Regions from separate parts of the Sus scrofa genome. Here region 1 is linked to region 2. A link is a contact called in public Hi-C data. All regions are on one chromosome and are shown on one strand. The core of a region is the stretch at or near the end of the contact, and the rest is flanking DNA. Distances in the headings are between cores, read along the strand shown. Region 1 has its middle 52 kb from the start of MIR190A. Region 2 overlaps LOC102163023 (a long non-coding RNA gene).

The links. A called contact is a pair of places that touch in the nucleus more often than the background predicts.
Region 1: a Hi-C map of liver shows a contact between it and region 2, with 5 times the contacts expected there. The contact joins two enhancer-like sites. A contact is called at or near these places in 4 of 47 Hi-C or Micro-C datasets (fetal skeletal muscle, liver and mesenteric adipose tissue).

What each region holds. Positions count from the first base shown.
Region 1 is chr1:109,170,762-109,177,087 of Sscrofa11.1, forward strand. No RefSeq gene overlaps it. Among named protein-coding and RNA genes, the nearest start is that of MIR190A, 52 kb to the right of the region's middle. Within about 2 kb of position 1,985, at least 15 of the 83 cell types and tissues checked have an H3K27ac peak or open chromatin away from gene starts, as enhancers often do. A contact at or near this core is called in liver, where this site is marked.
Region 2 is chr1:108,945,313-108,951,701 of Sscrofa11.1, forward strand. It overlaps LOC102163023 (a long non-coding RNA gene), which reads right to left. Exons shown (of 5, transcript XR_300930.3): 1 at 2,581-6,389. Among named protein-coding and RNA genes, the nearest start is that of LACTB, 24 kb to the left of the region's middle. Within about 2 kb of position 4,274, at least 12 of the 83 cell types and tissues checked have an H3K27ac peak or open chromatin away from gene starts, as enhancers often do. A contact at or near this core is called in liver, where this site is marked.

The sequences.
Region 1 (6,326 bases), core at 735-3,234, 220 kb after region 2:
GAAGCTGGGATGGTCCCCCAGAGCACACAGCTGGGATGGGGAGCCGGGTGTAACCCATGGGTCATGAGCTAACTTCTGCAGGCAGCCTGGTCTATTTGTCCCTTCTGTTCCCTGGCCTGGCAACAAGCAGAAATTCTGCATGATTCCTCGTCTTCCAGCCTCTAAACTTTTCAGAACTTTCTTGATATTTAGCCAAAGGGTTTCAGACAGCGTCAACGAGAATCTCCAGAAATTTCCCTGGAAAATCCCTCACTGACCAGCTAAGTGAGGAGCTTAGGAAGATGGGCCGGGTTCAGCCTTCACCACTGTGTTGGGGACATTTTCATTCATTTGTTCATTTCACAAATTGTGGGTGCGTTGGAGCCCATCATATCCTAGGCACTGTGCTGAGTGGTATCTTATTCATCTTCAATGATTAATAAGACTGGATACAGTTCCTGTCCACAGGGGACTTAGGGTCTGACCGGCGAAGTAAAATATTAAGCAAATAATCACACAACACTATCATTAAAATTTGTGGTAAGTGCCATGAAGAACAAAAATGCACAGGATGCTAACAGGGATCTACCTTAACCTGAGGATGAGGTGGGATCAGGGAGGGCTTCCTGGAGGAAGTGGTATTTAAGCTTAGACCTGAAACATTCAGGAAAGGGGACGGGGTGTGGGCTGGGGAGAGGAGGCTCCAAGGAGGAATAATATGTGGTCTAATCCACAGTGTGCTGTGGTGGGTTGGGATCAGACTCCTAATCCCAGCTCTGCCTCTCACTAGCTGTGAAACTTTGTGTGAGTCACCTAACCCTCTCTGGGCCTCAGGGGGTTTTAGTTTAGTTTTGTTTTTTTCTTGGTTTGTTTTGTCTTTTCCCCATCTGTAACATGGAGGTCTGCTAACTTACGCAAATGTTGTGATGCTCAGATGAAAGCAGTGGCTGAGATATTACCCTGAAAATGAATTCTACATGGATAAATATAATGGATCTTATTACAGATACTTGCCTTTGAAATTCACTGCATTTGTGAATGTGAGACTGTCTGTGGGAGAACTTCAGTGGACATTTAGGGGGGAAAATGTGAGTGGAATAGGTTTTCCCTATTTGATTTCTCCACTTTAAACGCAATATACCCAGATTATGTACAGACACATGAGGGGGATACAGAGGGATTGGGAAATCTGGTCCCAGATGACCTTGAGAGGGAAACGCCAACAGACGAGTGATGGAAGAAAGGGGCTTATTAAACAAAATTCACCGACAGGCCTTCTCCCTTCTTTTCCAGATGCGCCTCAAAATGCTTTGCCAAGAATTCTAATGAGAAACAGACTCTCCCCCCACCCTTCACCTGCAGATTTCTAAGCAGAGATATTGCTGCCACTTCTGGTGTGTTTTCAATTCACCCTGTAGGAATCAGGGCTTTGAGCATTGGAGAAAACATTTCAGATTTTCCCCTTCCTTTATACTTCAGCCAAAAAGCACAGGGTCAAAATACAAAAGGGAGAAAACCCAGGACATTTGGCAAAGGGTTGGGGCTAATCGCCCACCGGAAGCCCTGGCAGTTAACTAGCCAAACCCTTAAGTTGAAAGGAAGCAGAGGGATCCTAGTTTGCATAGAGAAATGTTTACTCTGTTGTGGGCATGCCCACGTTTGTGAGCTCCACCCACCCACCCACAGACTCCAGTGTGGGTCAATGAACTCATTGTGCAAAAGGAAAGCCAAGGCAAGACCTTAGCCATAAAAACGTAGAAGTGGGTTTTGTCCCCTTAACCTGAAAACCGAGGTTATAAAAGAGATGGACCAGCTTCTCCTTCGTGGATTGGGAATTTGCCTGAATGCACGGGGTTCTAAGGCAAACGTGGTCCCCGCGTTCGCCTTTGGGGCCAGAAATCCAGGCCTGCCTCTTTTCTCCACCACCTGCCCTGTCTCCCAGGGGCCTGTTTCAATCTGTCTTTTGTGTTCGCTTCCCACAGCCTTCACCTGCCTGCTGCGCTTGCAGAGCCAGGATGGCGGTTCTCAAGCCACTCCCTCCAAGAAGCCGGCACAGACCCCTTGCTCTCTTAGAGTTTACATAGAACTATGGAAAGATCATTCGTTTCTATTTCCCGTGTCATCCTGTCTCTTTTAAAAAAAATCCTTATTTTAAAAAACTCTCCCTTCTGAAAGAGAATCAGGATAGTGGTTTGCTAAAAAAGAGGTGAGCTGTAATCAACCTAAGCGGTGGGAAAAACCAGTTCTTAACTTCCTTTTGGATCTGCCCTCCAGTCAATCATTCACTCGCTCCCACAGCCCCCAGCTCTTCTCTCTGAGAGTGCTGAGCTCTCTGAACCGAGTTTCATTAACAGCCAATTTTGCCAAGACAAACTCCCTGCCGGGAGGAACTCCCCTCCAAGCTTCGCATTCGAACAGTGTGTCGGGTGCCAAATGAATGTACAAGGCTAAAAACTACCTGGAAAGCCACTCCTACGATAAACTGACAGGGAAAAAAAACTCTGGAAGCAAAACTGAGTTTTTCATGTGTTCAAAAGTATGGGAACATAAACATCACATCAAAAATTAAAATGCTTACTCAAAACCAAGAAAGACTGGGAGTTCCCATCGTGGCGCAGCAGAAACAAATCCAAATAGTATCCATGAGGATTCAGGTTTGACCCCTGGCCTTGCTCAGTGGGTAAGGATCTGGTGTTGCCACAAGCTGTGGTATAGGTCTCAGACACAGCTCAGATCCTGAGCAGCTGGGGCTGTAGTGTAGGCCGGCAGCTGCAGCTTCGATTCAACCCCTGACCTGGGAACTTCCATAGGCTGAGAGTGCAGCCCTAAAAAGCATAAACGCAGAAAACAAAAACAAGAAAAGCTCAAAGTAAAAGATCCCAAGCTGTGCTATGATTCTCTGATCTTAAGGGTAGTGTCAGGAGAATAAGCTTTGGGGCGAGGCCGGCTGCCTCCAGGTGGGAGCGCTGAGCAAATCACTAGAGATTCTCATCTGAAAATAGGAATAATGCTTCTCCTCTCTGTGGGATCTTGTGAGGATTAAATGAGGTGATGTATGTGAAAGTTCTAGCCTCACCTTTCCCCAGCCTTAAGATGCCTACTATTCTGCATCTTTTAAACTTGCCACCAGGTACATTTTATCCTTACTATGGGTAAAAGTAAACTTATAATAACAACAACTATGTAGTCCAAGTTATAGGGACATTTCAAACAAGGTCATGTTACTCAGATTGGATATTGTACCAAGGATGGGAAAACTTCTAAAGGCATCCTAAAGTTTTAGTAATAACTGGTCTAAAAATGCAACTATTTAATCCTGCTAGTAACTCAACCATAGACTCAATCTGCCAGGTTAGAGAGAAGATTTCATTTCTTTGGAACTATGGCTACTCCAGGGAGTACAGTTCAGGCAAACTCTTGCCTCCCACAGAGATGCAAGGACCGTGGCTTTCCTCTCTGAAACCTGCCCCAGCAGACCCAACCCTTCTGAGAAATGAGAGTTCCCCACCCCTGCCCCCTATATCCTCTGAAATGGCAACATTCTTCTCATTGGACTTTTTCATTCGCATCCTTTTGTAACTCATTAAGTCCTTAACAACCATTTTGAGGAGTCCCACCTGTTTTCCATCAAGATTTTAACTGTAAGCCAGCACAAACATGTGTGACAAGTTGATGCTAAAATACCATGACACACTCCCTGGATTTACTAGCATTTAATAAATGAAGGAGAAAGCTTTGCCTTTTATAGCCCTGAGCCTCCCAGGTCTGAAGCAGATGTAGCAGTTGCTTCCTGCTAAGCACTCATTGCCCACTGCTCCAGATCCAAGGAGCAGGCACCCATGGTCACTATGCTATAGGGTAGCAGGACCCCTCTCTGTGGGAGTAGCAGGTCCAGCACTCTCAGCCCTGACTGCAGCTCAATGTTAACCTGGTAGTTTTATAAGAAGTAAAACTTAGGCCCAGGCCCCACAGATTCAGATTTAATTGGTCCCTTTTTTGGGGGCCGGTGGCCTCAGGTAGTCATCATTTTTAACACCTCCTCAAAGGGTTCTCATGTGTAGATAGGATTTGGATCTGCTGAAAACAATTCGGACCATAAGCAGTCCAATATAGTGGGAATAATATGGACTTTGGAGATAGGAGGTAATTCAGATTTGAATTCAGCATCTGAAAAGAATACACTGTACTATGTTAGGCAAATTTATTAAATTCTTTGAGCTTCAGTTTCTTCATTTAAAAAAATGGGGTTGATAATATCTCATAAGGCTGATGTAAAGATCAAATGAAGTGATAACTGTAAACCACAGAGTACTGGATCTTAGTCACGAGCAGTTGATCAATTGTTATTAATGAGCTGATTGCCAACAGCTATTTCCTTAGCATCAAAATTCCTTAGGAGAATACAGTAATTCCAACATCATCTTGTGGAGATAACAAAGCCTCTCTTCAAATCAAAGTGCCTATCACGTAAAGGTCAATACAATATTATACTAGAGATTCTAGCCAAAATAACAGAGCAAGAAGAAGAAATGCATAGATTACAAAAGAAAATATAATGTCTCAATTTGCAGATGGCATGAGTGTCTACATAGAAAATCCAAAGAATCTCAAAGAATGCTTTTAGAACTAATAAGTTTAGCAAGGTTTAAGAACACAAGGTCAACATATAAAACCAATTGTATTTCTAAATGCTAGCAATGAGCAATTGAAATTTTAAGTTTGAAAAGTAGCACCATTTACAGCAACAAAGCAAGAAAAACTATGAAACACCTGAATTTAAATTTTAAATTGTACAGGATCTATATGCTGAAATCTGAAAATCACTAGCAAAAAAAAATCAAAGAAAACGGAAACAAATTAAGTAATATGCAGCAGGAAGGATTAGGTATTGTTAAGATATCAGTTTTTCCCAAATTGATTGAGTCAAAATAATCCCAATCAAAAATCTCAGAAGGCTTGCAAACTATTGCATTTGCAATGGATAAGCAATGAGATCTGGCTGTATGGCACTGGGAGCTATATCTAGTCACTTGTGATGGAGCATGCTGGAGGATAACGTGAGAAAAAGAATGTATATATATGTGTGTGTGTGTGTGTGTGACTGGATCACTTTGCTGTATAGGAGAAAACTGATAGAACACTGTAAATCAACTATAATGGAAAAAATAAAAATCATTAAAAAAAATCTCAGCAGACTTTTTGTAGAAATCAACAAACTGATGCTAAGATTTATATGGAAAAACAAAGGACCTAGAATAGATAAAGAAACTCTGAAAAAAAGAGAAGTTGGAGTGTTCATATTTTCTAATTTCAATACTTACTATGGAACTAGAGTAATCAAGACCAAATGATATAGGCGAATGGAACAAAGAAGCAAGAACAGAGATAGAGCCACACATATATGGTCAATTGATTTTTGATGAAAGCAAAAAAAATTCAATGGAGAAAGAAGATTTTCAATAAATTGTGTTGGAATAGTTGGATAGTCACATAAAAAAACCCCTAACCCTTGATTTATATTCCATACATTGTACAAAAACTAACTCAAAATGCACCAGAGACATAAATGTAAAACCTAAAACTATAAATTCCTAGAAGAAAATGTAGGAGAAAAATCTTTGTGACATTGAGTTAGACAAGAATTTCTTTTTTTTTTTTTTCTTTTTTTTTTTTTTTTGTCTTTTTGCCATTTCTTGGGCTGCTCCTGCGGCATATGGAGGTTCCCAGGCTAGGGGTCCAATCGGAGCTGTAGCCACCAGCCTACGCCAGAGCCACAGCAACGCGGGATCTGAGCCGCGTCTGCAACCTACACCACAGCTCACGGCAACGCCAGATCCTTTAACCCACTGAGGAAGGCCAGGGACCGAACCCGCAACCTCATGGTTCTTAGTCGGATTCGTTAACCACTGCGCCACAACGGGAACTCCTAGACAAGAATTTCTTAGATATGACACCAAAAGCACAATCCATGAAAGAAAACGGATATATCAGACTACATCAAAATAAAAAACTGCTCTGTAAATGAGACAAACAAAAAAACTACTACTAAGGAAATGAAAAGACAATCCACAGTCTAGGAGAACATTATTGCAAAACATCTGACAAAGGGCTTATTATGTTCAGAATATATAATAAACTCTCAAAATTCAATAAGGAAACAACCCAATTTTTTTAAATGGGCAAAATATTTGAATAGGCAGCTCACCAAAGAACACAGATAGATGGCAAATGAGCATATGTAAATATACGCAGAAGTACCAGTTATTAGGGAAATTTAAATAAAAACCACTATACACCTATTAGAATAGCTAAACATTTTTAAAAAATTGACAATATCAAGTCCCGCT
Region 2 (6,389 bases), core at 3,024-5,523:
AAGTGATTTTCCTATAGGATTTTGATACAGTGGTCAGAGGAGAAAAGTGCTGCACTAGAAGGGGAGTTTAGGCAGCAGAGGGTCCGCTGGGCTCACTGGAGCAAGGACTGCCAGCTGCAGAGTGGAGAATGGGACAGCTGGGGAGCCCACTCCACTGGTACTGCCCTTAGAAAGCTATCTCAGAGCCCTGCCCTTAATGAACCCATCCCCAGCACAAAGGTCAGGTAACAGATTAATATGCAAAGAAAACAGATTTTAGGGACAAAGACAAGGACTTTAGGCCCAGCTCTACCATTTGCGGTTGGGTCAGCCTAATAATTATTATTTTCCCTCCGAGTTGGTCTATACACCAACAGGACCTCAGAGGTCTCTCTTGGCCGTATGGTACAAGGGTTTGATCCCTTCTAGTGAGAAGTTTATTATATATAAAAGGATGCTGGATATGGCAAAAAATAAAAACAATTTTTAAAAAAGACTCTCATGGAGTTCTCGTCGTGGCTCAGTGGTTAACGAATCTGACTAGGAACCATGACGTTGCAGGTTCGATCCCTGGCCTTGCTCAGTGGCGTTGCCGTGAGCTGCAGTGTAGGTTGCAGATATGGCTCGGATCCCACGTTGCTGTAGCTGTGGCAGAAACTGGCGGCTATAGCTCCGATTAGACCCCTAGCCTGGGAACCTCCATATGCTGAGGGAGCGCCCCAAGAAATGGCAAAAAGACAAAAAAAAAAAAAAAAAAAAAAAAAAAAAAGACTCTCATAGTGGAAGTTGGAATAGGGTCAGAGTTGTTTTGGGAAGCAAAGTTCTTTCTTTCTGAAACTTCCTCAGGCCTCTCCGTGTGCCTCACGGCACCCAGAACAGTACCCTGTATTTTGCTTAATAATGAAGAGCATCTAGGGTGTCAGAGTTGGCTCTTTGGGGCTGGGCTATCTGATAAAGCCTCCTCTCGGCTTTATCCAGCCAATGATCAGCAGGCATTTAATATGGTGACCCTCCTATTATCCAGAGTTTTACTAATTAGGGTTCTCAATTATCTGGATGTTTTAAAGGGGTGACACTGAGGTCACTGATGTGTAGTCAGGGTGCTAACAAAAACCAGGACCAGGATGGGGCTTACAGAGCTATGGAGCTGAAGAGACTCACATAAAAAGTTGAGCACAGGGAAGACGCAGTGGGGGTGGGACATGGCAGAAGGGAGGGCTAGCCTTGTCTGGATGCCTCCTCCTGCCCTGACCCTTTATTTGGTGTTCGATATAACCTCATTCTATCAATCCATACAATAGCACTGTAAATTAGGGAGATGTCTTGTTTTACAGGTTAGGAAACCATGAATGAAAAAAGTTAAATAACTTGTTGACAACCATGGGACCTCAAGAGGCAGAAGGGATTTGAACCCAGGTCTCTCTGGTACCAAAGTCTATGCTCTATTCCCAAGAGCTCACTTAACAGCCCACACATAACGAGGTGCTAACAGTGACCACTGTGGTCTTTACAAAGAAGAGCCAGTGTTGCCATGGCCAGGCCAGGCTCCTAGGGCAGAAAGACCTTAGGGAAGCTGGGGGCAACAATACTGGTTCTTGGAAGATCCAGAAATTTGGTCTACTCCTCTAGCAGTGGTCTGGCCCATGGGAACTGAATTGAAAACAATTCTCTAGAGACTCATGTATGATCCAAGTACTATTCTGTTGGCCAGACAGTCATGTTACCTGGTATATTACTTTGCTATTAATGCTGTAACAAATTACTACAAACTTAGTGGCTTCAAACCACACAGACTTATCATCTTGCAGTTCTGGAGTTCAGAAGTCTGAGATCAGTTTCATTGGTCTAAAATCAAGTTTCTTTTAAATCACACCTGCGTCCCTTCTGCAGGCTCTAGAGGAGAATGTTTCCTGGACTTTTCCAGCTTCTTGAGACGCCCATCATTCTTTGGCCCTTTCGTTTTCAAAGCCAGCAGTGTTGCATCTTGCAGTGTCTCTGCCCTGTGCTCTTGCCTCCCTCTTGAGATTATCTTTGGTTTATCTAGAAAATCCAAGAAAATCTTCCCATCTCAAGATTCTTGTTAATCACGTCTGCAAAAGTCCTTTTGCAACCTAAGGTAATGTACTCACCAATTCCAGGGATTCAGATGTGAACATCTTTGGAGGCTGTTATTCAACCTACCGAAGTGGGCCAGTCTTTATTTTTTTTATTTTTTATAATTTTTTTTTTAATTTTCCCACTGTACAGCAAGGGGATCAGGTTATCCTTACATGTATACATTACAATTACATTTCCCCCCACCCTTTCTTCTGTTGCAACATGAGTATCTAGACAAAGTTTTTTTCTCCACTAGAGCAGGAAAGGGTCTCTGTAAGTCTAGTCTGTGATCAGAGGCTGCTTGGGGAATCTGAGACCAGAGGACCGTGGTGTGGATGATCTCCATGGTCAGGGTCATCCGCCAACCATGAGCCAGCTGGGCACCAGTCCTCCATCCAACAAGCAGGGAGCAGGAGCTTCTGACACATGAGCCTCCCTTCTTGTAGAGGCCATGCACTTCCATCAGGCAGACCACACAACAGTCAGTTATTGCTCTGTACTTACAGATATGGCTGGCTCCCAACTCTCCAATCCTGGTACATTTATAGATCATGTTTTATGGTTGCTGAAGGGATCTGTCTCATCCTGGGTCCCCATTAATTTTGTTCATTAACATGGTCTCACAGGCTGTGTTACAAACCAGTGTCAGGAGACAGCTTTTACCCCAGGTATGCCAGGACCTCACTGCTTCCTGCCGTCTCCCTCTCTCTCTGACTTTTGACCATACACTCTTGGGTCCAAAATCCTCTCTGCCCTTCCTGTGTGGGTTTTGTTTTGTTTTGTTTTGTTTTGTTTTTATTTTTTGCCTGTGTGGTTTTGACAGGCTGTTAGGTCTTTTTACTCTGGATTCTGTGCACACATAATCTCATCTGTTACATGCTGATTTTTGTGAGTGACCTTGTCTCCAAGTTTTGAAAATAATTTACCTTCCCTTCAAATGTACTGACCTTTTCGAAAAACAACAGCAGCTCTGATTCATAGCTGTCTGTGTTTTTCACTCGGTGTCTCCCTCTCAGAAATTCATCCAAATAATGTTCCATGAGAACCTGTTTCTGTGCCAGGCACTGACTGGGTTAAAGGTCTGCGGGTATGATGGTGAGCAGATATGCTTCTGCTCTCATGGAGCTTAGAGACCAGAAGGGAAGATGGATCTTTATTATGTAATCACACTCATGAATGTGGAAGTAACAATGGAGGTAATTACTCTCAAGAAAAGAAAACACAGTTAATGAAAACTGAAAGAGAGACCTGCCCTAGATAGGGGGTCTCGTGGGAAACTTTCCTAGGAAGTGCCATTTGAACTGTGATCGATGGGTGGTGGAGGGAAGGGTGGAAGAAGCTGGGAGGTTAATATGGCTGCAGGCAGAGAGGGATGGACAGGGAACAAGGGTCAAGATGAGGAGGCAGAGGCAGGCAGGGGCCAGGGGAAAAGTTCTGAGTTTTAGCCTAGGAGCAACAAGGTTTTGAGCAAGGGGAGGCTTGGGTGCTGAAACCACTGTTCTGGTGAGAGCACAGAGAATAGATTTTGTGGGGGAGGGGAGGGCAGACTTGGGGCAGAGAGGACAGTTAGGAGGCTGTCACAGTAACAGAGGTGAAACATGAGGGTGACTTGGCCAGTGTGGTGGCAATGGAGAAGTGGTTGGTTCCTGTGGTAACTCGGAGGTAGAACCCAGCAGGACATGGTGAATGTTTCACGGGCAGGGGGTGTTAAGCAAAAGAGTGGAAGATCTCAAAGATGAAACCAAGCTTAGCATAATGGCTTACCTAAACTCCTATCAACTGAATTCATATTTGCATTCAACTACAACAAAACACTTTTAAAAGGATGAAATGCTTGCTCCTGTTATGACAGCCTAATGAGAATAGCTGTGTTCAGTGTGCGAGGGGCTGCCCATCCTCATGAACCTCAGACAGGACGTTGGTGGTGGCTTCTGGAAGAAGTTGACATATCCAAGTTTAGGTCCTTGAATGGACAACATAGTTGATGATTTTACTGTCAGAATCCCTCTCGCAGTCTTTATATGGTACAGGGAGGGGCTGTATCTAAAACCGAACCACCAACCAGAGCAGGTTGACCTTGGAGTGAGAGGCTTGACAATAAATGGGAGAATTCTGGGAACCCAACTCCAAGAAGGCTGGCCTCTTTCCCACTGGTGACTCTCTTTTGAACTTTAGGCTTTGGCAGTCATTCAAGCCAAACAACCCTGGGGCGCAAAAGCAAGGGAGTCCAGAACAATCTCTGCCTTATTGTTTCAGATAAGATGTCTTTGTTGGGCAGGTGTCTGAATCCTCGCCCTTATTCCTTTTCAGATACAACAGATTCTCTGGTCTAATGATAATGTGCCTGAATATATTTTTCTCAAAATGCTTTTCTGTAACAAGGCATTTGGTTGCTTCACTGGGAGAGAGTTTCTAAGATTTCAAACCAGAGTCCTAAGGGTCCTGGTGGCACCACTTCAATGTTCCTAATTAAAGTCCTCTGTTAAACTATGTGGGCCCTTCTGGAACATCCTGCTACCCAAGGCCCAGAGACCTGGCCTCCCAGCTCAGCCGAAGGGCAGTGGGGAGAGGGGTGCACATCCTGGGATGAACGCTGAAGACTCCCACGTGGGAAGCATGGTCAGTGAGCTACCAACAGGGCCATTATATTCAATTACGTCATGAAAGGGAAAGGAGGAAGGAAAGCAAATTGATGCTTAATAACTACTGCATCCAGTGCACACCTGAACCCCGACCCTCATCAAACCCCCTGCTTCATCAACATCTTCATCATTAACCTGCCCTTTGAATCATGGGTGTGGGAGAAGGGTTTTTAACACAAAAACTAATGCCTTTGGTACTGATTTCAATCATTACCACGTGCTAGGTGCGTCACCTAACTCACTCCATTCGTATCTTATCTGATCCTATAAGGCAATCTGTGGCAATCTTCAGTATTGTTCTGTTCTACTTGTCCAGCACATGCTTCTCCCCAGTAAGGCGCTCACCTGTGTTTCCTGTTTGAGCCCAGTCCCTATGCCCAGTCTTAGCACTGAAACCTCATGCAGTTTAAGAACATAGATACTTACCCCTCTGGTGCTCTCTTTTCTGGCCTCCCTAATTCTGACTTCCAGGAATATGATTTGGCTCTGGCCCGCTTGGTCAGTGCCTACACCACCCACTGGGGGTTGTGGACACAGAAATAGATCCTCGTAAGCAATCTGTGAAGCAGGAACTAATACGTTCCACATTTTGCACTTGAAGAAATTGATGCCCAAAAAGGTTAAGTGTGCCATATAAGACTACCCAGCTCTGGACTTGACTATAATCCAAAGAGTCTATTATTCTAATTTCAGCCATTAACCAGCAAAAATTATTACCTACTTACTTGGATGGTGAGGATTAAAGAGATACAGATGCAAATCTGGGAGCCAACTGGATAAATTGTGGGTGTATTACCAAGTGTTTTGTATTAGTCACCTCTGGTTTCAATAACAAAATACTGTAGGCTGCATGGCTTAAACAATAGAAATTATATTTACTCACAGTTTTGGAGGTTGGAAGTCTGAGATCACAGTGCCAGCAATGCCGGATTCAGGTGAGACCCTCTTCTTGTCTAGATCACATGGTGGACCTCAGATGTCTCTTGTAAGAACCAATCCTATGGTATCAGGGCCCCACCTTATGACCTTGGTGAACCTTAATTACCTCCTAATGGGTTCCATCTCCAAATAGAGTCACATTAGGGGTTAGAGCTTCACTTTAGGAATTTTGGGGGACACAAGCCAGACCATAGCATGTTCCTAGAGAAATCGCTAAACCTTGAAAACAAAACAAAGGTCATCTTTTTATTTGGACAATCCTTCCCAATAACTCATTTCTCTGCTCAGCCTCCTCTCTTGAGGTGGAGTGGAGGGAGGGGCACCTTTGTAGAGTCTACCCTCAGACTCCAGGGAAGCTTATCCAAACAGACTTTCATTGTTCCTTCAAAGGTTTTGCCTGCCCTTATGTTGGTCATTCACACAAACGCCTCAGGGAGTCGCAGAGAAAGCTCCCCAAAGTCAAGTGTGGCTTCAGCTCTCTGTTCACTGGGTAAATCTTTCCATCTTCAGGAACAGGCAACACTAAATGGTAAGGCAGCTTTTTTTTACCCCCAGAGCTATTTTACCTTGAAGTAAAGATGTTGGAAAACAATCCCAAGTGCAGGCCTGAAGGACTCGTCCTAGTGATAGGAGTGGCCTCCAGAAGCATCCTCTGCCATGGGAGGTCAAAAAGCTTAGCTTTTCACGAAGAGATCAGAAATTCCCAGTTTTGCCTTAAGAAGCCTTTCTTAT